7 separate regions of the Mus musculus genome follow, and regions 1, 2, 3, 4, 6 and 7 are each linked to region 5. The links are chromatin contacts, called in public HiChIP or PLAC-seq, capture Hi-C and promoter capture Hi-C maps. All regions are on one chromosome and are shown on one strand. Each heading gives the region's core, a stretch centred on a gene start, on an enhancer-like site or on the middle of the called end of the contact. The rest is flanking DNA. Distances are from core to core; before and after follow the strand shown.

What was found. Promoter capture Hi-C pulls out the DNA fragments that hold promoters and counts their contacts. HiChIP or PLAC-seq counts read pairs in DNA pulled down with a chosen protein or histone mark. Capture Hi-C pulls out chosen DNA fragments and counts their contacts.
Region 1: a contact with region 5 is called in an H3K4me3 HiChIP or PLAC-seq map of embryonic forebrain, with 4 times the contacts expected there. The contact joins the promoter of Elf5 here to the promoter of Fjx1 in region 5. A contact is called at or near these places in 1 of 39 promoter capture datasets (hippocampal neurons) and 1 of 115 datasets of contacts at active chromatin or transcription factors (embryonic forebrain).
Region 2: a capture Hi-C map of macrophages shows a contact between it and region 5, with 4 times the contacts expected there. The contact joins the promoter of Iftap here to the promoter of Fjx1 in region 5. A contact is called at or near these places in 2 of 39 promoter capture datasets (the HPC-7 cell line and HPC-7-derived erythroid cells) and 2 of 9 other capture datasets (embryonic stem cells and macrophages).
Region 3: a contact with region 5 is called in a promoter capture Hi-C map of embryonic stem cells, with 6 times the contacts expected there. The contact joins the promoter of Traf6 here to the promoter of Fjx1 in region 5. A contact is called at or near these places in 14 of 39 promoter capture datasets (the 3T3-L1 cell line, 3T3-L1-derived adipocytes, the C10 cell line and 8 more), 4 of 15 datasets of contacts at CTCF or cohesin (the NIH/3T3 cell line, embryonic stem cells, large pre-B cells and 1 more), 40 of 484 Hi-C or Micro-C datasets (B cells, the G1E-ER4 cell line, the HL-1 cell line and 23 more), 27 of 115 datasets of contacts at active chromatin or transcription factors (the NIH/3T3 cell line, T-cell acute lymphoblastic leukemia, VIP interneurons and 16 more) and 4 of 9 other capture datasets (adipose tissue, embryonic stem cells, liver and 1 more).
Region 4: a contact with region 5 is called in a promoter capture Hi-C map of hippocampal neurons, with 6 times the contacts expected there. The contact joins the promoter of BC016548 here to the promoter of Fjx1 in region 5. A contact is called at or near these places in 2 of 39 promoter capture datasets (hippocampal neurons and liver), 1 of 115 datasets of contacts at active chromatin or transcription factors (stem cell-derived neural progenitor cells) and 1 of 9 other capture datasets (liver).
Region 6: a contact with region 5 is called in a promoter capture Hi-C map of pre-B cells, with 7 times the contacts expected there. The contact joins the enhancer-like site here to the promoter of Fjx1 in region 5. A contact is called at or near these places in 2 of 39 promoter capture datasets (the C10 cell line and pre-B cells), 2 of 484 Hi-C or Micro-C datasets (pre-B cells and pro-B cells) and 1 of 115 datasets of contacts at active chromatin or transcription factors (large pre-B cells).
Region 7: a contact with region 5 is called in an H3K4me3 HiChIP or PLAC-seq map of embryonic stem cells, with 11 read pairs. The contact joins the enhancer-like site here to the promoter of Fjx1 in region 5. A contact is called at or near these places in 1 of 39 promoter capture datasets (the C10 cell line), 8 of 115 datasets of contacts at active chromatin or transcription factors (embryonic basal ganglia, embryonic forebrain, embryonic hindbrain and 4 more) and 2 of 9 other capture datasets (embryonic stem cells and liver).

Annotation. Positions count from the first base shown.
Region 1 is chr2:103,422,191-103,425,794 of GRCm38.p6, forward strand. It overlaps Elf5 (E74-like factor 5), which reads left to right and starts at 1,878. Exons shown (of 7, transcript NM_010125.3): 1 at 1,878-1,998.
Region 2 is chr2:101,627,399-101,630,696 of GRCm38.p6, forward strand. Iftap (intraflagellar transport associated protein) reads right to left here and starts at 1,633. Exons shown (of 7, transcript NM_026592.4): 1 at 1,483-1,633. It overlaps Rag2 (recombination activating gene 2), which reads left to right. Exons shown (of 3, transcript NM_009020.4): 2 at 739-801; 3 at 1,924-3,298. The coding sequence starts at 1,949.
Region 3 is chr2:101,676,202-101,679,877 of GRCm38.p6, forward strand. Traf6 (TNF receptor-associated factor 6) reads left to right here and starts at 2,219. Exons shown (of 7, transcript NM_001303273.1): 1 at 2,219-2,419.
Region 4 is chr2:103,387,464-103,390,828 of GRCm38.p6, forward strand. BC016548 (cDNA sequence BC016548) reads right to left here and starts at 1,581. Exons shown (of 3, transcript NR_130965.1): 1 at 1,547-1,581; 2 at 615-848.
Region 5 is chr2:102,449,913-102,453,666 of GRCm38.p6, forward strand. It overlaps Fjx1 (four jointed box 1), which reads right to left and starts at 1,880. Exons shown (of 1, transcript NM_010218.2): 1 at 1-1,880. The coding sequence starts at 1,676. The coding sequence ends at 324.
Region 6 is chr2:101,598,711-101,602,525 of GRCm38.p6, forward strand. The region is part of intron 2 of Iftap (intraflagellar transport associated protein); the gene reads right to left. Among named protein-coding and RNA genes, the nearest start is that of Rag2, 24 kb to the right of the region's middle. Within about 2 kb of position 2,076, at least 100 of the 459 cell types and tissues checked have an H3K27ac peak or open chromatin away from gene starts, as enhancers often do. A contact at or near this core is called in pre-B cells and pro-B cells, where this site is marked.
Region 7 is chr2:101,754,824-101,758,197 of GRCm38.p6, forward strand. The region is part of intron 4 of Prr5l (proline rich 5 like); the gene reads right to left. Among named protein-coding and RNA genes, the nearest start is that of Prr5l, 41 kb to the right of the region's middle. Within about 2 kb of position 1,753, at least 88 of the 459 cell types and tissues checked have an H3K27ac peak or open chromatin away from gene starts, as enhancers often do. A contact at or near this core is called in embryonic stem cells, forebrain and regulatory T cell precursor, where this site is marked.

The sequences.
Region 1 (3,604 bases), core at 628-3,127, 970 kb after region 5:
CTCGACCTTCAAACAGGACACTTTTTAAACTCCCGCCTAAGGGCTGGAGAGATGGTGCTGTGGATAAAGCACTTCCCTCCCCAAGCCTTGAGTTCAGTCAATCTCTAGAACCCAAATTAAAGAAAAAGCCAGGTGTAGCAGGGCAGGCCTGCAATCCCAGGACTAGAGAGGCAGAGTCAGGAGGAGCCTGGAAGCTTGTAACCCAGCTAGTGTAGCTAAATCAGGCTCAGCAATAGACTGTGCCAAAAGCAAAGAGGAGAGGCTGGAGAGATGGCTCAAAGTTTGCTGCTCTTGCAGAGGACCCAGGTTCAATTCCCAGCACCCACGTGGCAGCTCACAACCGTCTGTAACTCCAGTTCCAGAGGATCTGACCCTCTCACATACAGGATACAAGTAGGCAGAATACCAGTATGCATTAAAAAAAAAAAAAAAAAAAAAAACATGTTTTAAAAATGCCTAGTGATACAGGGTCTCATTGTGTGGATCACCCTGGGTAGCCTAAAACTCACTGTGTAAATCAACCTGGCCTCAAACCCACAGATATCTGCCGCCTGAGTGTTGGGATTAAAGGCACTGTTAAATCCAACAAAATGATTAAATAAATAAATAAATAACTTAATCCCGTTTTCTCCTATTACTGTTGGGAGAATTCTGACCCAGAAAAGCTGGCTCTCCCACCTAAGGTCCCAGAGCCAAGCCAGAGCCTCAACAGGCCACTTATCTTGCCCCGACTATTTTTCCATGATGACACATGACTCCTCACATGAACTGCCTTTTGTTTCTTCACGCCGTTCGGGTGTTTGGATTTGAGTGTTTGTGCCTATGCCCAGTGTTCCCAAGAAAACCTAACCAACCAGTCAATCTCTGCTTTCCACTTCAAGATCACAGAGTCTGCAGTTTGAGCACCTTGGTGTCTTGGCTGCCTGAGATTGAGAGAGGAACGGAACCCACGAAAGGGGGTTATGAACACTCCTCCCAGATGACTGCCTAGGCCGTCATTTAGATTTGAGAGATGTCCTAAAAACTGGGTAGTTCTCAGTGAGACAGCTGACAGCTTGCAAGCCAATCAGGACCCCCCGCCCCCGTGTTGTTCTGGATGTTTGACACTGCAGCTCCACGATCCCTTCATATCGCCATTTCTAAAACAGAGGACACTGGGAAAGGGGGAAAGCTGTCACATGGCTCCTGTATTCAAACATGGCGCCCTTTGGGTGCTTAGAGTGGAAAGGCCAGTGAAAGCACTGCTCCCTGACTCTCTCCCTGCCCCCTGATCGGAAGGTCCCCACCAGGATCAATAGAAGGAAATATGTAGCGCCCAAGGACAGGCTTCCAGGTGATTGGCTGACATTACCAAGTATGGCCTTCCCAGCAACCCAAGGACAGATTCCATTATTGCATTAATCTGATGGATCCCGGATATGCTCATTAACTTATTCACAGTAATGCAGCCAGAAAATGACCGGCTCAGAATTTGATCCCTGAAGCACCTTTATTCTTTACCACTTCTTGGCACTGCTCTTCTTTCCTAACACGCACAGAATAGGGGATAACACTACATACAGAGGTTCGGGACTTGGCCAGCCCAGGCAAAGGCTGCAATGAACAGACACCAGGCCTGAATTTCCTTCCCTCCAGCTTGCTCAACGGAGACTGCTCCAGCCAGCACTCCACTTATCCCCCCGGGGGCAAGAATTCTCTGCTCATTTCCTGGGTCCCCTCGGTGGGTGGTGGGAGCTGGGCACAAAAGCAGGAGAAAGGTAAACTTTCTGCATGTGAAAACCACCCCCCACCCCCGAGGAGCCGTGTCACACCGTATGTCACCGTCATCAAAGGGGCTGTGCATAAACCTGAAAAACCAAACGGACCTGTCTGTAGGTGTCACTTATATCACACGGCTACAGGTGCCTTTATTTCTACAGTCCGCTGGTGCTGGGAGCGCGCTTGCCTTCTCTTGCCTTGAAAGCCTTCTGTCTGGACCTAGCCACCACTTGTCTTCACGTAAGCAGCTTTTCTTTGCTCTTTTGAATGAATTGAAAGGGGGTGTCGGGGCTCAGAGACTTAGCTGGGGCCTGGGACTGAGTCTCTGTTTCCAGCTCCCACGGCAGCCCCTCCGTGAGGAAGCCAGAGTGCCTCCTCCGGGGGTGTTTGACTCAGGTTTGACGGCTTGCCGGAGAGATTTTTTTTTGTCTCCTCCGGGAAGGTGGCCACCCACCCTCTTCACCGGCCCCCACTTCCTCTGGTTCCACTAAACCAAAGGCAGCTGAGAGAATGTGTACAGGCGCTTAAATCTCTGCCCATCCTTTAGCTGCCTTTAGGAGGAAGCCGGATTCTGCACGGATAGCCAGCTCAAGAAAAACCCACCACCTCCCCCAACCCTGGCCTCACCCCTCAGTTCTTTGGAGGGCCTGCTCACCAAGCTGCCCCTCTTGATACAGAGAATGGTATTCTTACTGTTTAAGGCTTTTTTTGTTTTTGTTTTTGTTTTTTTAAGGAGTTTGTACAAAATAGTTTAAAGGAATCTCATTTGGCCCTCCCACAGCCCCTTAGGACAGAGTGCTTCCAGAAGAGAAGTGGCTAGGGTTTTTTTCCACTGTATTCTCAAACCTTATCAGTCTGTATGCGTTCAGGGGTTTGTGCGCATTTGCCCCCTACTGGCAGCAACTGGAAACACATGCTCTCCCGCATCTGCGTTAAGGTAGGAGAATTTAAGACAGAATAGGGGTCCTAGATCATTATGCACTTAGTCTCCATTTTACAGATGGGGCAACTGAGGCACAAGAAGGCCCGGTAATTTATAGAGATGGTTTTGTGTGGTAGTCCAAAGACTCAGACCCAGGCTGTTACACGTGCTCATCCACACGGAAAGCTTCATTCTCCTGCCTTCATTCTCTCGGCAAGGGTCTTTCTATGATTCAGTGTATTGGGGACAGCAGCTTTTACAGTTTGGTTGCCTCCTCTTCTCAAAAGTCTTCAGAGTGAAACTTTTTAGCTACTCAATCAATGTTCACTGATTTTATTAAATCCTCAGGACGCTCAGCGGACTGTGTGTTGAGATGTCCATTTTAAGGATTCGGAAGTAGGTTATCAGAGATGGTCATGAGTACTTACAGATTAGCAGACCAGGATGGGGAAAAAAATCAAAACTTTTAGCACGCCTGCAAGAAAGTCAGAGGTTGCAGCAGGCTAGGCAGGAATTGTGCCCTCCGTCGCTTGCTTTGTGACTACCGCAAACAACACTCATTCTCTGCGTCTTTAACCTAAAACTTGTGATCTTCCGATCGAAGCCCACAGCTTCCTTCTATGATGTTTTAGAAAAATATAGCTTAAAAAAAAAACCAAACAAATGAAGTCCTAAATGAGCTGAAGAAAAATGAAGTATTGCTCAATAAGGCACTGGCGAGTTGGCTCCCACAATGCAGTGGTTGCTTTCAGAACAAATACTCAAGAACCCAACCCACAAGCCCTCCACTGCTGCAAGTGTTGAAACCCCCACTGAGCCCTCTGCAGCCACCCTTCTTAAAGAGCCCCGAAGGGTGGGAAAGTAACACTTCCTATCCGTGAGGCTCTGCCGCAGTGGGCATTCAGGTGTCGTGGAGCGTTAGGA
Region 2 (3,298 bases), core at 383-2,882, 820 kb before region 5:
ATTGCTTAGAGGGGAGCACATGAGGCCATACCCCATTCTGCTGCACAACTGACTACTGAAAGATTTAGGGAGAGAGAGACAGAGACAGAGAGACACAGAGACTGGATAGTTCCAAACCCATGGCCACACAGATGTTTCTGGTTAAACTCAGGGGTCAAAACTCAAACAAAAAGATATTAATGTAGGAAATGTGAGAAAAAAATTTTAGGAAGGAGGGAAGGTTGGCAGGGACAGGAGGGAGATAAAAGAGGGGGCTGAATCATAAGAATAAACTATATGAAACTGTCAAAGAAAAATAAACTAAGAATAAAAGGTTTACCTGTCTACATCCACTGACCAAATTCCATCATCCTATAGTCCCTTCTAATCATCTGCAGCATCTCTCATGTATGCTCTCATTATCAGCAGATAAAAACAGCCTTGCTATCTATTAGTTCAAGGACAATGGTATCTACTATATACTGTGTACAAGGTCTGTTCTCAGTTCGTTACAAGTCGTAAATTACTAATCATAATTGACATCAATCCATGTGGGTAAAATCACCTCATTTTACAGAGGAGAAAATCGAGTTACAGAGAGTTGGTTAAACAGTTTGCTCAAAGCCATGTAGTGACTAAGTGGCAGCCAGGATTTGAATCTAGTCTGATAGTGTTGAGTCCTAATCTTGACCATTGTCTTATGATGCTTTTTAAACAACTTACTTTTAAAAGTAAATTTTATTTTGTTCCAACATTTAGTGCCAAAATAAGAAAGAGTATTTCACATCCACAAGCAGGAAGTACACTTCATACCTCTCTAAGGTAGGTAATAATAACTTACCAAGCTTACTTTATCTGACAGCAGTATGAAAGGAGGCCCTCTTTGTATTCAATATAAAATTACTCGAGTCATCTCACAGTTCATGAGCTGAAAAGTGAACTAAAACGGGATAATTTTATTTTCCTAGGGGGCGGTGGGGGTGGGGGTTAGTTAAAGAACTTCCTCTGTTTCCCTGAAAGAATCCTCAAAACAAAAAGGAAAGAAAGCTGCGACTGGACGGGCTTGGGCTCTAAAGTATCCCTGGCAACCGCCTAATTACTTACTACACTTCCGTTACTATGTGCACCAGCGCGGGGGGGGGGGGGGTCAATTTCAAGCTGTTTCTCCGCTTTATGCTAGGTATTCTGAGACTCTTCTTTCTGTTTTGAAAGACTTTCCTAACTTCTTGTCCCAACAAGCGAAGTGTCCCTCAGAACGCAATTCTGAGTCTCGTTTCTATACATCCAGTGCAGAGTCAGTAGAGACACCTCATCCACGGTTTCCCTTCCAACTACTGCTTCCAGGCAACCATACGGGCTAGAAGCCTATGTGCCTCCGACAGGGTTACCCTAGTAAGAGTCCCAGGAGAAGCTGCAGCGACTTTTGAGCACGGGTTTGCCAGCGCTCCTCCTGATACTCTTGCCTTCCAGCACCCCGTTGTCGACAGAGGGCCGAACTCTCACCTCCCGTTCCCTAGCTGTCCGTCACCATGGCGTCCATCTAGTCCCTTCGCACGTTTGGAGTCCTTATCCAGTCAAACAGCCTATAAGGTTTCTGTCATGAAGCAGCGAAGACAATTTATCCAACTACACAGCCCATAGAACACGGATTCCTGGGAAATGTAGTTCTTTGGGCCCTCAAAGCAAGGACGCTCTAGGAATGCAGGACTACAATTCCCAGAAATCAAAGCAAAGCCAGTCCGCCACTAAAATAGGTCCAAGCTGCTGCCACAATAAAGTAGTGTCTGTGATTTCCTAACGGGGGCAGGAGGTGTCTTATAATTCTAAGACAAGCATGTAAAATGACTTTTCTTTTAAACAAGCCTTTTGTATGAGGAAGAATCTAAGCATAATTACCAATATGAAAAGATATTCTAAGTTATTGCGTTTTTTTAATCCTTTCAGATAAAAGACCTATTCACAATCAAAAATGTCCCTGCAGATGGTAACAGTGGGTCATAACATAGCCTTAATTCAACCAGGCTTCTCACTTATGAATTTTGATGGCCAAGTTTTCTTCTTTGGCCAGAAAGGCTGGCCTAAGAGATCCTGTCCTACTGGAGTCTTTCATTTTGATATAAAACAAAATCATCTCAAACTGAAGCCTGCAATCTTCTCTAAAGATTCCTGCTACCTCCCACCTCTTCGTTATCCAGCTACTTGCTCATACAAAGGCAGCATAGACTCTGACAAGCATCAATATATCATTCACGGAGGGAAAACACCAAACAATGAGCTTTCCGATAAGATTTATATCATGTCTGTCGCTTGCAAGAATAACAAAAAAGTTACTTTCCGTTGCACAGAGAAAGACTTAGTAGGAGATGTCCCTGAACCCAGATACGGCCATTCCATTGACGTGGTGTATAGTCGAGGGAAAAGCATGGGTGTTCTCTTTGGAGGACGTTCATACATGCCTTCTACCCAGAGAACCACAGAAAAATGGAATAGTGTAGCTGACTGCCTACCCCATGTTTTCTTGATAGATTTTGAATTTGGGTGTGCTACATCATATATTCTCCCAGAACTTCAGGATGGGCTGTCTTTTCATGTTTCTATTGCCAGAAACGATACCGTTTATATTTTGGGAGGACACTCACTTGCCAGTAATATACGCCCTGCTAACTTGTATAGAATAAGAGTGGACCTTCCCCTGGGTACCCCAGCAGTGAATTGCACAGTCTTGCCAGGAGGAATCTCTGTCTCCAGTGCAATCCTCACTCAAACAAACAATGATGAATTTGTTATTGTGGGTGGTTATCAGCTGGAAAATCAGAAAAGGATGGTCTGCAGCCTTGTCTCTCTAGGGGACAACACGATTGAAATCAGTGAGATGGAGACTCCTGACTGGACCTCAGATATTAAGCATAGCAAAATATGGTTTGGAAGCAACATGGGAAACGGGACTATTTTCCTTGGCATACCAGGAGACAATAAGCAGGCTATGTCAGAAGCATTCTATTTCTATACTTTGAGATGCTCTGAAGAGGATTTGAGTGAAGATCAGAAAATTGTCTCCAACAGTCAGACATCAACAGAAGATCCTGGGGACTCCACTCCCTTTGAAGACTCAGAGGAATTTTGTTTCAGTGCTGAAGCAACCAGTTTTGATGGTGACGATGAATTTGACACCTACAATGAAGATGATGAAGATGACGAGTCTGTAACCGGCTACTGGATAACATGTTGCCCTACTTGTGATGTTGACATCAATACCTGGGTTCCGTTCTATTCAACGGAGCTCAATAAACCCGCCATGATCTATTGTTCTCATGGGGAT
Region 3 (3,676 bases), core at 969-3,468, 770 kb before region 5:
GTGTCTAAAAAATGGGTGGGATTGCACTTCAAATGCAACTATACCATCTCATTGACTTAAGACAAAAACGCTTCTTCCCTGCTCATCTTTTCCAAAGTAGAGGCTGACTTTCCAAGGTGACTCCCCCCTCCTCATGACACAAGAACTTACTTCTTCCTTCTGAAAGCTTCTTTCTCCTTGGTCTCCAGGGTTGTAATGGTTAATCTTGACTATCAACTTGATTGAGAAATACTTAGGTTGGTAAAGATGCCATTAATTAGAGCATCAGTTGACTGCTGGGAAAGGATAACACTCTGAAAAGTGGGTCTGGACTGAGAAGGTCGGTAGTGAGTATGGGGAAGCTTCAGTGTCTTGCTCTGGTCTTTTCCTCTCCCCCTCCCTCCCTCCCCCACCCTCTGCTTCCTGGCTTCTGTCCTGTGAGCTGTTCACCCTCTGCTCTGCTGTACACTCTTTGCTGTGGATTTATATGTCTGAAACTGGGAGCTAAGATTAAATGTTTTCTTCCTTAAGTTCCTCCTGTCACATATTTTGGTTACAGCTTTACAAAAGGAACTGACATGGTCATTAAACATAGGCAGCAGCATGGATGGAATCAGACGACAGGAGTCCTTCTCCATCACAGCTCGAGTCCTGACTTTCTCATGGCCCTGCCTGACTGCAAGCAGACAGAGATGTATACGTTCCCTATGCCCAAGACTCTCTATTATACAAAAAGTAGTAGGGTGTGTATAGGACTTGCAGAATTAGGATGAGGTCCCCCCCAAGAACATTCAGAAAAACAGTTTAAAGAAATGAACACAGAGCCGGGCGTGGTGGTGCACACCTTTAATCCCAGCACTTAGGAGGCAGAGGCAGGCGGATTTCTGAGTTCGAGGCCAGCCTGGTCTACAAAGTGAGTTCCAGGACAGCCAAGGCTACACAGAGAAACCCTGTGTTAAAAAACCAACCAACCAACAAACAAACAAACAAACAAAAACAAAAAGAAATAAACACAGAACACCTGATCTTTTTGAAAGCCTCTTGCTAAGTTCTCCCACATCAATTTTTTTTATTAGTTCACCTTGACAACAGTGTGTAAGGTACCACCCATGATGTAAACCTGTTCTATGATTTAGGAAGTGGAAGCTTGTAATGTCTGTCACGTGACTAACTTGCTCCAGAGGTCACACTAATAAATGAAGGAAATCCAATGCCCTGCCTTTTCTTTTCTCTGTGCCTCTCTCTCTCTCTTTTTTGTAGTGTGCGCATGTGTGTGTGTGTGTATGTGTATGTACGTGCACTTGCACACATGTGCATTATGTGCATGCCATTGTGTGCACTTGTAGTTCAGAGGACAACTTTTGGCAATAGGTTCTCTTCTACGGTGTAGGTTCTGGAGTTCCAGCGCATATCGTCAGGACTAAAGTCATGTTTCTTTACCCGCTGAGACATCTCACTGGTCCTTTACCCACCACTGACTTTGTAAGATGATCCCTTTTTGCATACCTCAGGAGTTTACTTATATAAGTGGAGGGGACAGCTATACGCAGAGTATTGCAATTCAACTTGCTTCCTTCTACTTCTTAAACTGCGTGATGAGCACACAGAAGCCTGGGTGTAGCTTTTTATACTCTTCATGCCTTAAACATTTCAAAGCACTTTTTAAAGGGGATAGAGGAAGAATTGAGTTTGAGTTGTACTAGATTCTTATGTTTGAAAGAATCCTTCTACTAAGATGTCAGCAAAAGATAGTATTATTGATATTTACTGCACATATTATTTCCTAGATGATTTTAAATAACTTATTTACATGTATCTACTTACCTTACCTAACAGCCTTAATACACAATAATACCTTTCATATCAGATGGAGAAGATGAGTCAAATTTTCAGATGAGGGTGAAAATCTTTTGGGCATCTATTGCATTGTGCCAGTTACAATCCGTAGATATTTGCATCCAGTTAAACTGAGAACTCAAAATAGCTCTCCCGTGACAATGTTGGAGAATGGGATCATGCAGATGGCAGCAATTGTGAAGAAATGTTTCATGCATGAGACGACTGTTTTGCACTGGTCCGAGGAAGGGCTACGTGATTAATGTAAGGTTCTGCCTATTGAGAAAACTTCTTTGCGAGGAAGGGCGGGGTAAGGCTTCAGCGTGGAGGACCACAGACAGGGGGCGGCCTCTCCCGCGGGGCCTCTTTGTCCCGGGGCGCGCTCCCCTCCCCTTGCTGCTCCTAGCGAGCTGAGAAGGCGGAAGCAGCGGCGGCCGCGGCTGGGGCTGAGGCTCCGGCCGTCGGCGGACGCAGCAGCCGCGGCCCACGAGCCGGGAGTTTGGCGTCGGAGCCACTTGGTCTCGGAGTGCCGTGTATGTAGGCGACGCGGCGCAGCCCGGGGAAGCCTTCCCAGTTGGTTGTGAAGTCTCAGCGTGTACGATCGGTGAGTGAGCGGCTTCGAACTAGAGTTCCGGCGGCCGCGGGCCCGGGAGAGTCACCCCCGGTTCCCCACGGGACAGGGACCTGTCGCCGCGAGCCCTCGCTTCCCACAGATAGGACTGGCCATCTCCACGTCCTCCCTCGGGTCCGGGACTCCGCCCCCTTGCCCCCTCTCGTCTGGGTAGCCCTGGGACCCCCTGTCTCAGCACAAAGCCACCTCTGTCCCTGTCGCCTGACAGGTGCAGGATGCGCCCACAGTCCTCCCACGAGCCGGAGGAGCCCTCTGTGCCCTCCCCGGGACTGCGGGTCTCCCCTGCTCTAGCCCCACAGGTCCTGAACCCGCCCCTGGTTTAGGAGCCTCTCCTGGCGTTTCTGTCGCCTTCCGGCACACGGCATCCCTCTCCCCAGCCCCTCTCTTCCTCACCTGGTGTTTTCCCCTGTCCGGGGAAGGAAATCGCCTGCTGGGTTTTCCCGTCCCTTCCAGCTTAAATTAAGAAAAGAAAAGAAAAGAAAAGAAAAGAAAAGAAAAGAAAAGAAGAAAAGAGAAAATCCCTTCAAACTCCCAGAGTGCAGGGGAAAACTTTTTGTGTGCCCTTTTAAATTCGAGAGCGGTTCTAACCTAAGCAGCAAGTTTAAAAAAAAAAAAAGTACGCTGACACCAATGTTCCCCTCCCCACCCCTGCGCTCTCTCGATTGTTCCAGACGCCGTGTTGCTAAAGCTGTTCCTAGTATTTGGCTTCAGGGGAACTCCGGATGAGACTTAGACTGTCTTTGTGTGTGAACAGAAAGCACCTAACGCTTGGATGTATAGGATTAGCTTGTTTTCTGAGAGCAGTCCGCTAGCCTGTGACAGACGTCTAGAAACGAGAACAATTTGTCACAGCCGAAGTATTATATTGGCTTTGAGACTTGAGCTGCTGGCCTTTCATACCTCCTTTGAGGATGCCGGGGTGGGGAGAGCTCTTTTTGGTTTTTGAAATGGAGGGTAAAGAGGTGTCATGTGACTCGAGGAAAGTGTTTGAACCAGTGGCTTAGCCACATGATAGATACAAGAATCATATTTGAGTTTCAGCCTTGATGCCCTGTATATACTATTTCAGTATTATAGCCCTGTTTTACTTGATATCTGCTCCTCATCAGTTTTAGTCACTTGACTTGTATAAAAGAGGGTCCAAAATTCTTGGGTTTTAGAGATGCGAACAATCTTCGAGTAAGGAAAAGATCCTTGAATTTGAGTTCAAAGGTAAATTACATCAATCGA
Region 4 (3,365 bases), core at 331-2,830, 940 kb after region 5:
TCCTATCTATCATGACATCCTGTGGTCAGGGTGGGGCCAGCATGATCCTGAAGGCTTTGTGCCTTCAAAACAGTGAAATAAATAAACCTCTTTTCTTTATGAAGAGCCAAACCTTGGGTATGTCATTCAAACATCAGAAAACTGACTAATAATGTCACTAAGAATAACACTCAGTCTTTATCTACTCTTTCGGAGATGTCACTGCCATCACTGCTAGGCATAGACACATCATGCCTCGGTGCTTCCCAGAACTTTCCAGAACCCTGGCTATTGCCACTCTTGCCACTCAATCCTTCATACCTTCAGCTTCTTCATAGTGCCTGCTTCAAAACAGAGTGAGTTTGGAGAGGCCTCACTGGAACGTCCTAAATCTCCCCACCCTCTCACCTGTAAGGAGGCTAAGATTGGGTCTCTATTGGAGAATTAAGACTCAGGATGTCAAAGTGACTCTAAAGGGAACAACCAAAACAGCTGACCTTCTGCCAATTACAGAGCCTAAGCCAGCTCTCCACACACACAACGGACCCACCCACTGACCACAGGCTTCAGCTACCCTTAAGAACCAGGCCTGCTTTTCCATCTTCCCCTGAGCACCACCCTAGCCCAGGACTCACTTCTCACACATAAGGACTCTTGAGTGCAATAAGTCACCAGTTAACATGAACTCTGAGAGGTCCAGTTATCATAGCTGATGATCTTGCTGGAGTGAATTCTTATCTTCAGGTCAGGTTGTTTTTCACTAGAAATGAATCAAAGTTGGGCACAGGACCAGCTACCTCAGGAGTATCAAGGGAGGACAGGTAGAACACACACACACATGCCCTCACGTGATAGCTGTTCCCAGCAACCTGAAATGGAAAGGCGAGCAAATTAGTGAATTATTCACACACTGAAAGGAGTTTCAGAACACACACAAACAGCCCAACACTTGGAGCATCTAAAGGAAGGAAAAGGGATGTCACATGAGATGGTAGCCACTAGCTCCAGTGCCATGCTGGCTTGGCTAGGATCCTGGCTCAGCCACTTCTTAATGTGAACCTTTGTGAGAGCTGCTCTCTCCACATTCAACTTGTTCTAACCATAAGAATGGAACAACAAAGCCAGAATCATGAGGGTTCTCCAACCACCACTCCAGGATTTCAGTGTGACTCTCAGAGCCAAAGGCTGGGGACACAGAAAGAGCCCAAAGAGCAGGGGTACAGAATGAGAAATCACAGGATCCTCAGCTCCTGCAGAGGGAGAGCCTTCCTTAAGTTAGGACAGGAACAAAGCCCTGGATTCTCGGAGGAGGAGAAGGATGTTAGAATCCCAAGAGTCCAGCTGAGCAAGCAGGTCAGAGCCAAGTTCAACAAAGACAAAGGCCACGATCATCTAACAATAGAAAGTCAGAATCATTTTAAAACCCCATACACCAAGAACAAAAATAGAGTGGCAGGTGAGTGATTCTAGGTGAGACCTCCCTATGGAGCATCTCCACAGAGAAGCTACCAACAGAATACCAGGTCAGGGACGTGAAGACTGCAGCACAAGCTTCCCTCAGGCTTACCAGGTAAACAGCATGGTTCACATCCAAGCTCTGCCATGACTAGCTATGTGACCTTAGGCAAGTTGTTTGACTGATCTGTGTCATCGTTACCTAGCAGAGAAATGGGGAGAGAGTTTGAGCTTGACTGAATAGGAGCATTGTAGGAATTAAATGTGATAGTATCTCTGGGATTCTTGCAACATTATTCAGAACACAGAACTCAGTGGCTGCTGGGCATTAGCTACAATCAAGGTTATTACAAATATTAATATTAGTGCCCTTCTCCAATGGCTGCCAAGGAAACCACCTAAGAAACAGCCCTTTCTGATTTTTATGGGGCACAGGGAGTAAGGGCAAAATGCATCAAGTTGTGAAAAAAAATGGACCAAAACATAAAGGTGAGTGCACTTGTCAGGGCCAACAGGATCCTGACGTGGCTACTAAACATCAGAAGAGTCCTGAACATCAGAAGGGGCTTGCAGGACACCATCTACACTGCTCCTTGATCTGCATTATCGGTCCCAGCATGGACAATGAGTCTTATATTTCAGATTTATTTTCCCTGTGCACATAAAAGATGCTCTCAATCTTAGCACATAATTGGTCCCCATCAACTCTTGGGGGTGGTTTCTTTCCTTTATGGTGCCTGCAAAACTCAATTCTAGCTTCAATACTGTGGTTCTGTGTGCACTGAAAGTAATATAAATCTCCCTTGGTGCCTATCAGCACTTTTCCCTATTCCATACTGAATCCTAAGCAATATTTGATTAGAGCTAACAGCTAATACACCACTGACTCTCAGTATGGGAAGCCAGAACCCAGGGTCTGGCTCCTGCCCTGGCTGTCTGCATTTCTTCTTCTGCTCTTCGGTTCTCTCACTTATAAGGGATAATCATTCATTCACATCTACTTTTCTATGTTAGTTCTATGGATTAAATTACACAAGAATCAGCCTCAATTTAGCATGCAGCACGTAGTGAAGGGCCCACACACTACAGTTGCCATTGAAGGCTTATAGCAAACCTACCTCTTAAGTCTTTCAGCCTGAAACTAAAACCCAGAGAGGTCACTCCACCAACTCAAAGTCTCCCAGCTATACCCTGTGGTGCCCTTTGCCAAATGAACAGGTGTCAGCCTGCTGGAGAAGCTTTGGCGGCCTCTTGGGGAGAGGAACTCGAGCAAGCCTCAGCCCTGCCTGCAGCTCTCCTTCTGAGAAGAGGCTGGTTCTCAGGAAGCCCTGCACACAATGTGGAGCCACTTCTGCTCTGGGCATCAGTGCCCTGCTTCAGTCTCAGGACCTCAACTGGGCCAGTTTCACAAGCAGATTGTTGGCAGGCCCCATGGTCTCTGTTACTAGAGACTGAATGGCCAGTGAAAGGGAGCCATTGTCTGGCCTCTGAATGAAGAATACCCCATTTAGAGAAAGAATTTGCCAGGTTTCTCACAGAGAAAGAAGACAGCAGCAGTGGAGAGAGAACAATGCTGACCATTCACCAGATTTTTACTTAACATCAAAGCCCAGTGACCAACCAGGTTAAGGGCCACACAGCACAGAGCAAGCCAAGGCCACACTGGTATGCAGAAAGAGAAACTTTGGAGGAAGAGTTGCCCCAACCCCGCCACAGATCGCCTCAGCCAACTTAACATCTGGAGAAAATGAGAGGAGGAAGGCTCAGGATTCTACCATCAGTCTCAGGAAAATGTCAGATCCTCAGGTCTTCTGTAGTTAGCCAGTTCTCAAGATGTGCCTGTGTGTGAAAATAGGCTTGGTGTCTGACAATACAGACAGTGGGGTCTTGTTGCCAGGATTCTGATTTCATGGGAACAGACCACAGTCCAG
Region 5 (3,754 bases), core at 630-3,129:
GGGTGGAGGGGGCGACAAAAATGGACTGCATCTCCCAAAGAGACTGCCATTCCCGGGCCAAACCCCAGCAGCCAGTTTCTTCGGATCCAATCTCCACACAAGCACAGAACTCTTTTTATAAGCTAGGTGGAGGGAATGTTACACTTCTCGCCTCGGTGAGTTTGCCCTTCCAGAACTTGGAAAGGAAACAGCCTGGCATGAAAAGAAAGGGGCAAGTGGGTAACACACAATTTTTTTTTTTAGACAGCTTGGCGATCAGACCATTGGGTGGGCGTTGGCTGGTTGGTCGTTGCCCGTGGCAGAGAAGACAGCCCTAACCCCCATCATTCATACCCCAGTCCCTCTCTTCCTCGGAGTGTTATTAAGTCCCCGGGCCGGCGGCCGTACTTGGCCTTGCAGTGCAAAATGTGTTTGGCGAGGAAGTCAAGGCGGCGCTGTAGCAGCTGAGCGTGGGGTTCTGAGAGCTCCGCCAGCTCTGGGAAACGCGGTTCGTGGCGACTGTAGAGGCGCAGCAACCGGGCCGCCGCGTCCTGACCCCGGTGCAGCTCCAAGACGCGCCTAGCAGTCCGCTCTCGGAATACACACACCGACTGTAGCAGCGGTTCGTTATACTTGTCCCACATGCCGGCTACCCGGTAGCCGTGCACCAAGCCCGCCTCATTGTCCAGAAAGACCAACGCCCCTCCTGGTCCTCGGTGCAGGTTGCTCGTAGCGCGGTGCATAACGCGTGGGTCCCACTGTAAGCTGAAGAGGTTGCTCACAAGCCGGTCAAAGTTGGCCGTCAGGTAATCGAAGAGGATCAGATCGGTCCATTGTACCAAGTCCACCAGCTCCGCCTGGCTGAGGTTGGTCAGCTCGCCCCCGGCGTCGCGCAGGGGCCGCAGACGGCCGTCCTCTGATCGCCAGGGCTCGGGCACCACCACGTCGGTGAGGTTAGGCAGCCAGCGCGTCAGGCTCACCACGCTGCCCTCGGTCCAGTGCGCGGTGCGCAGCTCCTCCTGCACCTGCACCCACTGCGCGCCCCGAGCCTCCACCCGAGCCAGTGCCAGCGGCGGCACGTGGCGCTGGAGGCCCAGCAGGCGCGCAAGGTAGTAGGACAGGGCCTCGCCCTGTATCTGCTCTGGGTTGATGCCGTAGCGTACACAGGCACGGGTGCCGTCGGCAAAGCGGGCTAGGCGGTTGGAACTGCGTCCGCAGCCCCCGCGATCCAGAGCCACCACCCGAGCACCCCGTGCCACCTCCAGCCACGCTGCTGCTTGGGCTTCGGAAAAGCCCCGGGGAACCTGCTCCTCCAGGCCGCGGCTCCAGAAGACGCCCCCGTGCACCGCCCTGCGCTCCTCTGGCCAGGACAGCCCGGAGGGCTCGTGCCGCCCGCGGTCGTCCTGGTGCCTCCTAGGCGGGTTATCCGCGCCGGCCGCCAGGGTGAGCAGCGCCCGGAAAGTTTTCAGGGAGCCGCCGCGGGCGTCCCATACTAGGGGCGGGGGCAGAGGGAATCGCGGCTCGGGCGCGGGGCCGCCACTCTGGATCGGATGCGGAGGGAGTCGATCTTCGGGCGGCCGGGAGGCTGGCAGCTCGGTCCGCGGTGGCAGGAGTCCTCCCCACAGCGTCAGCAGCGAGCTCAAAGCCAGCAGCCAGAGCCCCGCGGCGGCGGCGGCGCCCCGCATCTTCCTCCCCATGCTCCTGCCGGCGCGCCGGTGCCACCGCCGCCGCTTCAAGCCAAGCCCGGGCGCCCGGGTGCGGGCGGCGAGGCGGGCCCGGCTGCTAGCTGGCTCCGGGGCTTCGGGTGCCGGAGCCCCATCGCGGCCGCGGAGCGCTGCGGGGCTCTGGCCAGCGCTCTGCCCCGGCGCTGGGAACTCGCCTCCCCGTGGCTTCCCAGCAGCTTTTGTATTTCGCTGTGAGACCCTCCGGCGGGCGCGATTCACAGGCGCCCGGACCACGTGGGAGCGAGGGGGATCCCCCTCCCCCTCCTCTGCCGCCTCTCCCCGCCCCCCACTCCCCCGCCCCTTCCCTTCCTCTTCCCCTTAAAGCGGCAACCGATCCTTCCAGGAGCGAGAGGTGGCCCCACGTTCTGTCCCGGACTTCGGGGCGGGGAGGAGGCTGAACTGAGGGCGTCCGTGCGGGGGCGTCGGAGCGGGGGCGGGGGCAGAGACCAATTGTAGGGCTTGGGAGTAGCGGCGTGTCCGGTGCTCTTGTTGGGAGTGGGATGATCCCCTTGTACCCTCCTTTGGACTGTGTCTGATCTGAAAACTTCAGACAGCCCCCCACCGCAGTACAGGCAGGGGTCAGGGTGAGTCCTTTTGCTACCTCACTTGGTGTGATTCACGCTGGCTTATGTAAATTCCCCGGAAAGTCTCGAGCCCTAGAGGATGTGACTCCAGCTGGGAGAGGAACCATCTGTAGCCAATGACTTTGAACCCATAACCTCTCTCCAGATGCAAGCTCCCCGGTATGGATCATTGCAGGCTTGAGAGCAATGAGGTTAACTTCTGTGACTTTTCTCAGGGATGCTTGGAATTAAACCTTGCTGTGCAAGTTGGACAGCCAAGTCAGGTCCCCTGGTCGCATGCCACTTGGCTTTCCCATTTTAAAGAAAGTTCAATATGTAGAGATAGGGATATCTAGATAGATATAAACACTTATTGTCAACATTCTCACCTTGTTTTTAAGTTGTCATTTAGTCAGTCACTTTATTCCCAATTATAAATTTCTCCCAAACAAAGGAAAATAAACAATTGTTTTACTAGTTTAGTGTAAAGGAAAAAGGACTAGTGGGAAGTGGGGCAGTGAAGAAAAAAACAAACCAACACATTATAAAAACTGATGCATCTTCCTCCAGACTTTCTTGGATTTAATTTACCAGCAAATCTCTTGGAAACAAACTGAATCTTTCCTTTCCCTTCTTGTATCCCATATTTCAAACTGGAGATTCTTAGTCATAAGATCAGAGCCGTGAGGGGTCCTGAGAGCCAGAGCTGGCACTGCCAGGGAACTGTCCCAGGACAGTACGTATGCTAAGCAGGTTCTCTTCTGACTCCTCCCCGAGTCCTACAGCCAGAGTTTAAAATCGGTTTCTTTCACATTGTGTGTGTGTATGTGTGTGTGTGTGTGTGTGTGTTTCCTTTCCCTATATTCCTCTCCTGGGAACACATGCGAGGTTTCAGCTGGGCTACATCTGCCTGTGCTGTGTATATTTATTCTGGAGTTATAGGGTAGACAATGTAAAATGTTTGTGACAGAGTAGATACATTAACCTTCCAAAACATGGCTGACCCAAGGCATACACCTTCCTGGGTTTCTTTCCCACTGGTACCTTGTGTGCCACCTGAAAGTGTGGGGTCTTTCTTAAATGTGTTCCCAACCACGGGGCTTCTTGTAGTGCTTATCTGATAAAAGGATTACAGTGCCTTCCATATGGATCCAGTACAATATATTAATTCATTAAAAAGTTTTTTTTTCTTGCCTCATGCAAGCTTCCCCCTGTCTTTCCCTAGAGAGCAGGGACTGTCTCTTATCAAATTTTTATTTCATATACCAGCTAATATAGTATATTACATGAAATAAGAACTGGATTCATTGAATTTAATTTTTGTCTTTTGATGTAACTTTTAGGTGTTTTTTTCCCCCTGCATTGAGTTTAGTGTGGGCAAACTGTAAGCAAGATCTCCACCTTGTGGGCATAATCAGAATATCCTCTAATTAGAGAACTACATTTTATAGTGGTGATTAAGTTAAACTCAGAACACTAAATGCCACC
Region 6 (3,815 bases), core at 826-3,325, 850 kb before region 5:
ACCACAAAACCTAATTCGAAAGTCAGATTAAGTCCAGAAAAGCACATGAAACGAACAGGCTAAGGATTCCTCCCTACGCTAAGGGAGCAGTGGGCTGCAAACAAGCAAGCTGGCTGCCATCACCTAAATCCGCCTCACTAGAACAAATCAAACTAGGAAGAAAAAAAAAAGACACAAAAAAATCACATACTAGAGAGCTGTGGTTTTCATATACGGAAGACACAAGGATGGTTAAAGCAAAGTTTCCTGTCTGTATCCCTTTGGGCTTAGCCAACCATTTCAAAGAAAATATTATTGTTTCATGGCTGAACGAACACTGCCAAAACCATTCTGATTTGAATACATGCTTATTCAACTGAATCAACACACACAGTCTTAGGAAACCTCAGCTTCTCGTGGAGCAGCTTACCTGTTCCCTTAGGTAACAGCACACTTGCCAACAAGAAGTAAAAATAACACCTCCCTTCAAAGAAATAAATACCAAACAACCATGCCCCTATTTAATATTGTGTAAATCAGCTAAAGGTCAAATTAATTTAGCTCACTATTAGTAATTTTCTATATTTTGTAAAAGTTTAAAATCCCATATGCTTATTCAATTCTTTAATTTATACCCATACATAAAACATTATACATATTATTATAAAATTGAAACTACATACAATAGAAGAAAACATTCTTTTAATTATAACCAAAACAATGTTCTGTTTTTAAAAAATTCCTCTTAATTCTCTAAGGATCATACCAAGGAGCAACATCATTGTAACAAAATGGTATGCATTAAGAACACTGCTGAAAATAAATTTAATGATCATAATTCAAATTGCTATACACACTTAAATATTTTCTTTCTGTACCCAATTACATCTAAATTGAAGAAGACACACACATTAAAAAAAAAAAACCCTAATGATTATCTATGGACCAAATATTCCCATTTGAAGTGACTATGAATTATAAAGGCATCCACTGAAGATTTATGCTAATATACCTAAAACAAAATGGCTCCATCAGCTTGAAATCTGTCATAATTTGAGAAGGGAAATTTCCTTCTGCAACTGAACCAGCAGTTTCTGTGTTTCATAATTTGTCAATTTGTTCCCTAAGTGTAGTGATTTAGTGACGATGAAAGAAGCTGAGAAACAAATGAAAACTGCTTAATTACAGTTTGCAGATGTTCCCCCCAAAGAGAAAAACGAGCTAGTGCTACAAACGCAGGAGGATTCCTCCATGGGCTTTGTGTAAGTCGGTTCCCTGTCCTCCGGTCTTTTCTTCCTCCTTTGATGTTGGATGCAGTATTTGATGCTACTATGAAGAGGTCACATATAGAAGGCTACTACATGATCTCTAGATAAACATACAGTTGATTCTGCCATTTTCTTCAAGGATACTAAAAGGCACACCAAGCAAAGCCCCCCGGGCTATAGAGATGGCTCAGCACTTAAGAACACTTGTTCTTGCAGATGACCTGGGTTCAGTTTCAAGCACTAACATGGCTGCCATGGCTGCTCACAATTGGCCATAACTCCAGCTCCCAGGGACCTAACACCCTTTTCTGACCTTCAAAGTCACCAGACATGCAAACTAAGGATTTACACACATAATATAATTATCTTTTAATTTTTTTAAAGAAAAGCTTTAAAATAACACTGCTTCCCTAGTCCCTTTCTTAGAATGGCATATTAATGAGGCTTTCTCCTGATTTGTCTGGCTAGTCTGATTGGAAAGTCCTCATGTCATGGGTACTTGTCAACTTTCCATAAGGTTAAGTCAGTGTCTTACTATTTGCTGTGTTATTTCTTGATTGTGCTCTTTGCTGTTAAACTCACATTTGCAAAAGAGCTTCCTGGGTGGCCTTTTTTTTTTAAATTTTTTTTTAACTTTTTCTTCTTAATGTGGCTAACGGATAAAAGAAAAAAAAAAGAAAAAGGAAACAGAAAGACACCCTAAATGGGCCGTGAACTAAAAACACCATTCAATATTCAGGAGGGAATTAAATGACTGACAACAACAGCACAGAGCTGTGGTACCACAGCCACCTGGAAGCCTGGAGCCGGTCAGTCCGTTTCCAACTTCCTCCAGCAGGCGATCTGCCAGTTGCAAGAGTATCAAAACAATGCTAAGCCCTCGGGTTCTGTCTAATACTCGACAGAAAATAACTGCGCAGGGCTACACAGTGAGGATTATTTTTCTTGCTGTGTTTTCTTTTATGAAAGAAAGCTGTTTTTCTGCTCGACTGAAATTCCTCTCCTGCTTGGAAATGGGTAAGAGGGCCAGCTGCTTGCTATATTTTTCTCTGTGGTATTTTTCTACAGCAGATTTTAAAATTCATTCTTCAGACTGGGAAAAGCCTCTCTTTGTACCCAACCTCACTCGTGAAAGTTTAAAGATTCATTTCTAACGCTCAAATTCAAAATAGCTTTGGGGACCAAAATATGTCAGCTTTAGAAACATGTTGTTTTATGTGCTGTCTCCAGTTTCATTTTTAATTACATTTTTTAGAAGTTGTCAAGTATGAGTAGTAATATTCCTTTGGCTGAACTGACAGTCAAAATTTATCAGTCCAGACGTGTAAACCAAATCCCAGCACAAGATTCTAAGCTTCTGAAAGAACAGACGCTCAATATGGAAACAAATAATAAAAGACTCCTCAGATGAGAAGCATGTGGCTTTGAACAAGTAACTCGGCCTCTGCGGGCCTAGCATGGCCTAGGCAAAGCGCTCCTGACTTGCCTTTAACTCTTTTCATCTCGCTCTCCTGTCAGTCATCTGCTCCTCAGTGCTCTCTGCGTTGCTCTCCCTGCAACGCCTCAAGTGTCCTTTCCCCTCCGACAGCCAAGCTAACGTCTCTGCTCGGCCTCCAGGCCGGTCTCCCTGCTCAGTCTCTGCTCAGCCTCCAGGCCGGTCTCCCTGATTCTAGGGGCTTCCTACTGCTTTGCTCTCCTTTCTGAATCACCAGTAGCATCGCATAACTAATTTTTACAAATTTCTATGCCTGCTGGCTTCCCTGTAAGCAGTACTTAGGCTCCCAGTCGCTGTGTTTGTCAATGCAAACCTGGGATACCATGACCCGAATGTGGATATTCCTCAGAGTGGGGTCTGAGGCACCACCTATCTGCCATCAGTTGCCTCTCGTTTTCTGTTTATTCAGCCCATCCAATAGATATTCACTCAGCATACCCCTATTTCACCCTGAAAAAACATCATTGCTGGTGAGGAGGAGCAAGAGTATGCAACAGTATGCAAAATCCACCAGAGGCCAGATCTCATAGGGCTTATACTCAAGAAAAGGTAAAATATGTATGTCTTGACTTATGTCCCAATGGTTCAAATCCACATCAGTGTCTTCCAGACCTAGATAAAAACCATCTAGCACTATCCGAAAGGAAGGAAACGTCTTCAGAGTGTGGGCTTTGAAGTCATTCTGAATAGGCAGACAGTACAATTCTACAACCAATTTGTCACATGACCTATGGCAAGCTGGCCTGGGCAGCTATGACAAAATAACCACATGCTTGATAGTTTAAAAAACAGAAATGCCTACTGTCTTGGAGGCCAGGTGTTCTAGGTCAAGATTTCTTTTCTTATGAAAACTATTTCAATAGTCTCCTCTTTACTGTGTCATTCCAATGTAAACATCTCTTCTCTCTCCCCCATTCCCCAAAATCATAATAGATTGAAGACATATTCTAGACTCATTAAACTTAATTATTTCTTTAAAGGCCCTCATCTACTCCACAGTATGGTTAAGGCCTTTCAACATAACAATAAAGATGATCATGTAACTTGGAGCTTACAACACCTATTAACCATTA
Region 7 (3,374 bases), core at 503-3,002, 700 kb before region 5:
ATTTTCCTCTCAGGCACAATTCAAAACAGACGGGGGGGGGGGGGGGGAGAGTCAAAACTGGAAATGTCAGAAATTTTTCTGGCCACTGTCTCTCAGAAATCTATTCAGGTTCCTGCAGCCCAAACAGGCTGTCTTCTCTGTGTGCAGAGCAGAGATAAGCCGAATTTTTTTTTACCTGCTGTCTCTGCCCTCACCCCAGGTCATTTTCATTATTCTTCACTGTGGATGTTCTTTCTTTAAAATTGTAAAATAAAAATGCTCACTTGCTCTAAGGTAGAGACCCAGACAGGAAGAGCTCTGGCTATGACTCTGCAAGTGCCAAGCTCTCACCGGGAGAGGAGGGTCCCACAAAAGGGCAAAGCCAACTTTCAAAAGCAGGTTGGGGGGGAAGGTCGTGCAGACCTCACGCTGAGGTGGGGGGGGGGGGGCATCGTGCAGACCTCACATTGAGGGAGCTTGTTTACATTCTTCTGAAACAACCGGGGGTTGAGGGACTTTCCTGATTGTCCTAGGGCTCGGCTCCTGAAGGCTCGCCCTCCCGCCCGCCACCCCCCCCCCTGCTTTGCTCCAGATCCTTTGTTTGAGCCTCTTGGGGCTTTGCCCCTGAACTGTTGTGAAGCTTCCCAGATCCCAGGGACTCCTTGCTGTGTGGAGATTTCTTGTGCAGATTTGAAAACCTCAGCGGTACCCAGCCCCAGTCTTCCCACTTGAATGTCTCCTGAACTACCTTCACCACGGTGGCCACAGGCAGGAACACCTGCATTGTTATCCTTTATGAACATTTTTTTTTCTTTAAGCTGTTTGTCAAAATTGTCACTGCGTGCTAAAAGAAACCGGTAGCAGCACCCCTTACCACAAGTGGAAAACTCGCTCAGAAATTAACTAACAGCAAACAAATACTGACAGTCACCTATCCCTAGCTAAAACTGCCAAGTTCAAGGTTAGCTCCCTTTTCCTTAACTAAGGAGGCTGCCAAGTCCTGGAGAAGATGGCATAGACTTTCTCTGGCATGACAATAAGGGATAAAGCAAACATTTTCTAAGCCCACCTCTGATGATATTCACTGCCACATTTAGGTTCCTAAATGTCACTTCTGATATGTATTGTTGACAACTCTAAACCGTTGACAGAGGTAAATGGAAGGAAAGTAAATGCTTAGAAACATTGGGGGGAGGGGTGGGGCTGGAAACAAACACCCACAACTTAAAAACAACTGCATTATAAGTGTGTCTAGACGAGTCTTTTTCCAGTTTAGCACCCTAAATAAGAAAAACCCCCGCATTCAAAGTTCTGAAAAAGCATTCCCCACACCACACGCTGAGAAAAAGACGTGGGGTTCACCAAGCACCTTCTCCGGTTAGGTTCCTGGTAGGAAATGGCATGTGGTTGTTAGTTTTGAAGTCTCTGGCATCTTTGTAAGCAGTATTAGCCACCTCCCAAAACCTCAGGGCTTCCCATGTGCACAAGTCCCCACCAGACACACCCTTCCTACCGGCCTAGGGGTAACCCCCAAGGCCAAACAACAGCTGGCATTTAAAACTTGACTGAAACCACAGGGACCCCATCTCTTTCAAATGTCAAGGCAGAAGGCAGCCTAGCCCGGCAGGCTCCTTTCTTCAGGACTTATGAAGAAGAAGAAAAAAAACAAAACAAAACAAAACTATTTTCAGTAGCCTGCCTTCAAACCAATCAATAGAGACCACAGGGGAGCAGAGTAAGGTAGAGGCTGGCCTTTGAGTGAAGGGCAAATAAGATGACTCACAGTTAGGACTCACTATCACATTCTGAGACTTCATCCCTCCCTTCCTCCCCCTAGCCGGGTAACCTGACTGAATTTCAGGTTTCCACTGGGTCTTGATCTAACTAGATTTAGGGTTACTGTCTCTCTCTCTCTTTCTCTCTCCCTCTCCCTCTCCCTCTCCCTCTCCCTCTCCCTCTCCCTCTCCCTCTCTCTCTCTCTCTCTCTCTCTCTCTCTCTCTCTCTCTCTCTCAGACTATGCATGTATATGCAAGAGTGCACACACCTGCACATACACACGTGAATATGAGCTTGCGTTTAGCTGACTGACATCTGTCATCCTTTAATAGTGGACATAAGAGTTGATCACTTCCTGATACTGAGTCAATAAACAAAATGATGTCCCACTTTCTAACTGCAAAAATCTCTCCAAACAGTTTTAAAATTGAGCTCTACTTGGACACAAAATAACACAAAACAAACTACCACCAAAAGCCTATGTGTTTTTAACCTTCCTTTCCCATTCGAATGGATGGGGTTGTGCCTCAGCATAAGAAATAAGAACCAGGATAAATTTAACAAACACTTACTCTCTTATTGTGCTAGCCCGTAAGGCTTTGTAAATAAAAATGTATTTAGTCCCTACAGTAACCCTATATGGGTAGGTCCTAAAGGTTAGGTCCTGGTTTTGTAGAAGAGGAAACTGAAAGAGACAGAAATGGCAACTTGCTCCCAGCAACACACTCAGTAAATGGCCGTGCTGGTTCCTGAACCTGGGTAGCCTGTAGCAAGGTCCATGATCATGACCACCATGTTATGTTGCCATGTTTCATGCTATGTTATGTTACATGCTACAACTAGCATTGAGTTCTCCACCGCTGTTATTTCATGTAAACCACATAATAGGGTAAACTATATTTTTGTCCTCATCTTACAAACAAGAAAACTGAGCCAGACAGAAATAAAGCAGCTTGCCCAGACCCACCTAGCAAATGAGTGAGAACCGGGAGCTGACGTCATGGGAGGGAGGGTCACATAGCCGGCTACTCACCATCAACACCCAAATCCCCCCTGCTCAGAGGTAACGAAGCAGCTTATGTCTATGACTTAGAAACTGTCCTTTGCAGGCACACACACACACACACACACACACACACACACACACACAGGGGAGCAGACAGACAGACACCCCCCCCCCCCCCACACACACACACCTGGGACTTTGGATTTCTTAGCCCCACAACAATGCATAGGCAGGAGGGAAGTCTGCCTATCATACCAATCCTGCTGTCAACAGAACAGACCAGGAGGCCTAGTGACAAGAAATAAACTGTTCAAAGGGCACATAACCCAACTAGACACCACACATAGGACAGGCGGGATTTAGGGCAGTGGTGGAAGTCACTGTCCTCTGGTGGAAAGCTATGTCTTCAGGAATATCAAGTGGATTCTGCCTTTTCCTGCCTGTGTCCCAGAGCTGGACAGTGCAGCTCTCCAGGGACTGTGTGATGTGGAATACACAATCCAGAGTAAGCAGCAGGGAGGAGAAAAGAGCCTTCTAGAAAGCAGGCCATGTGCCTGCTTATTATGGTTTATTCTGGAAACTTTTTTTTTCTCTCAAAAAAAGAAAAAGTGT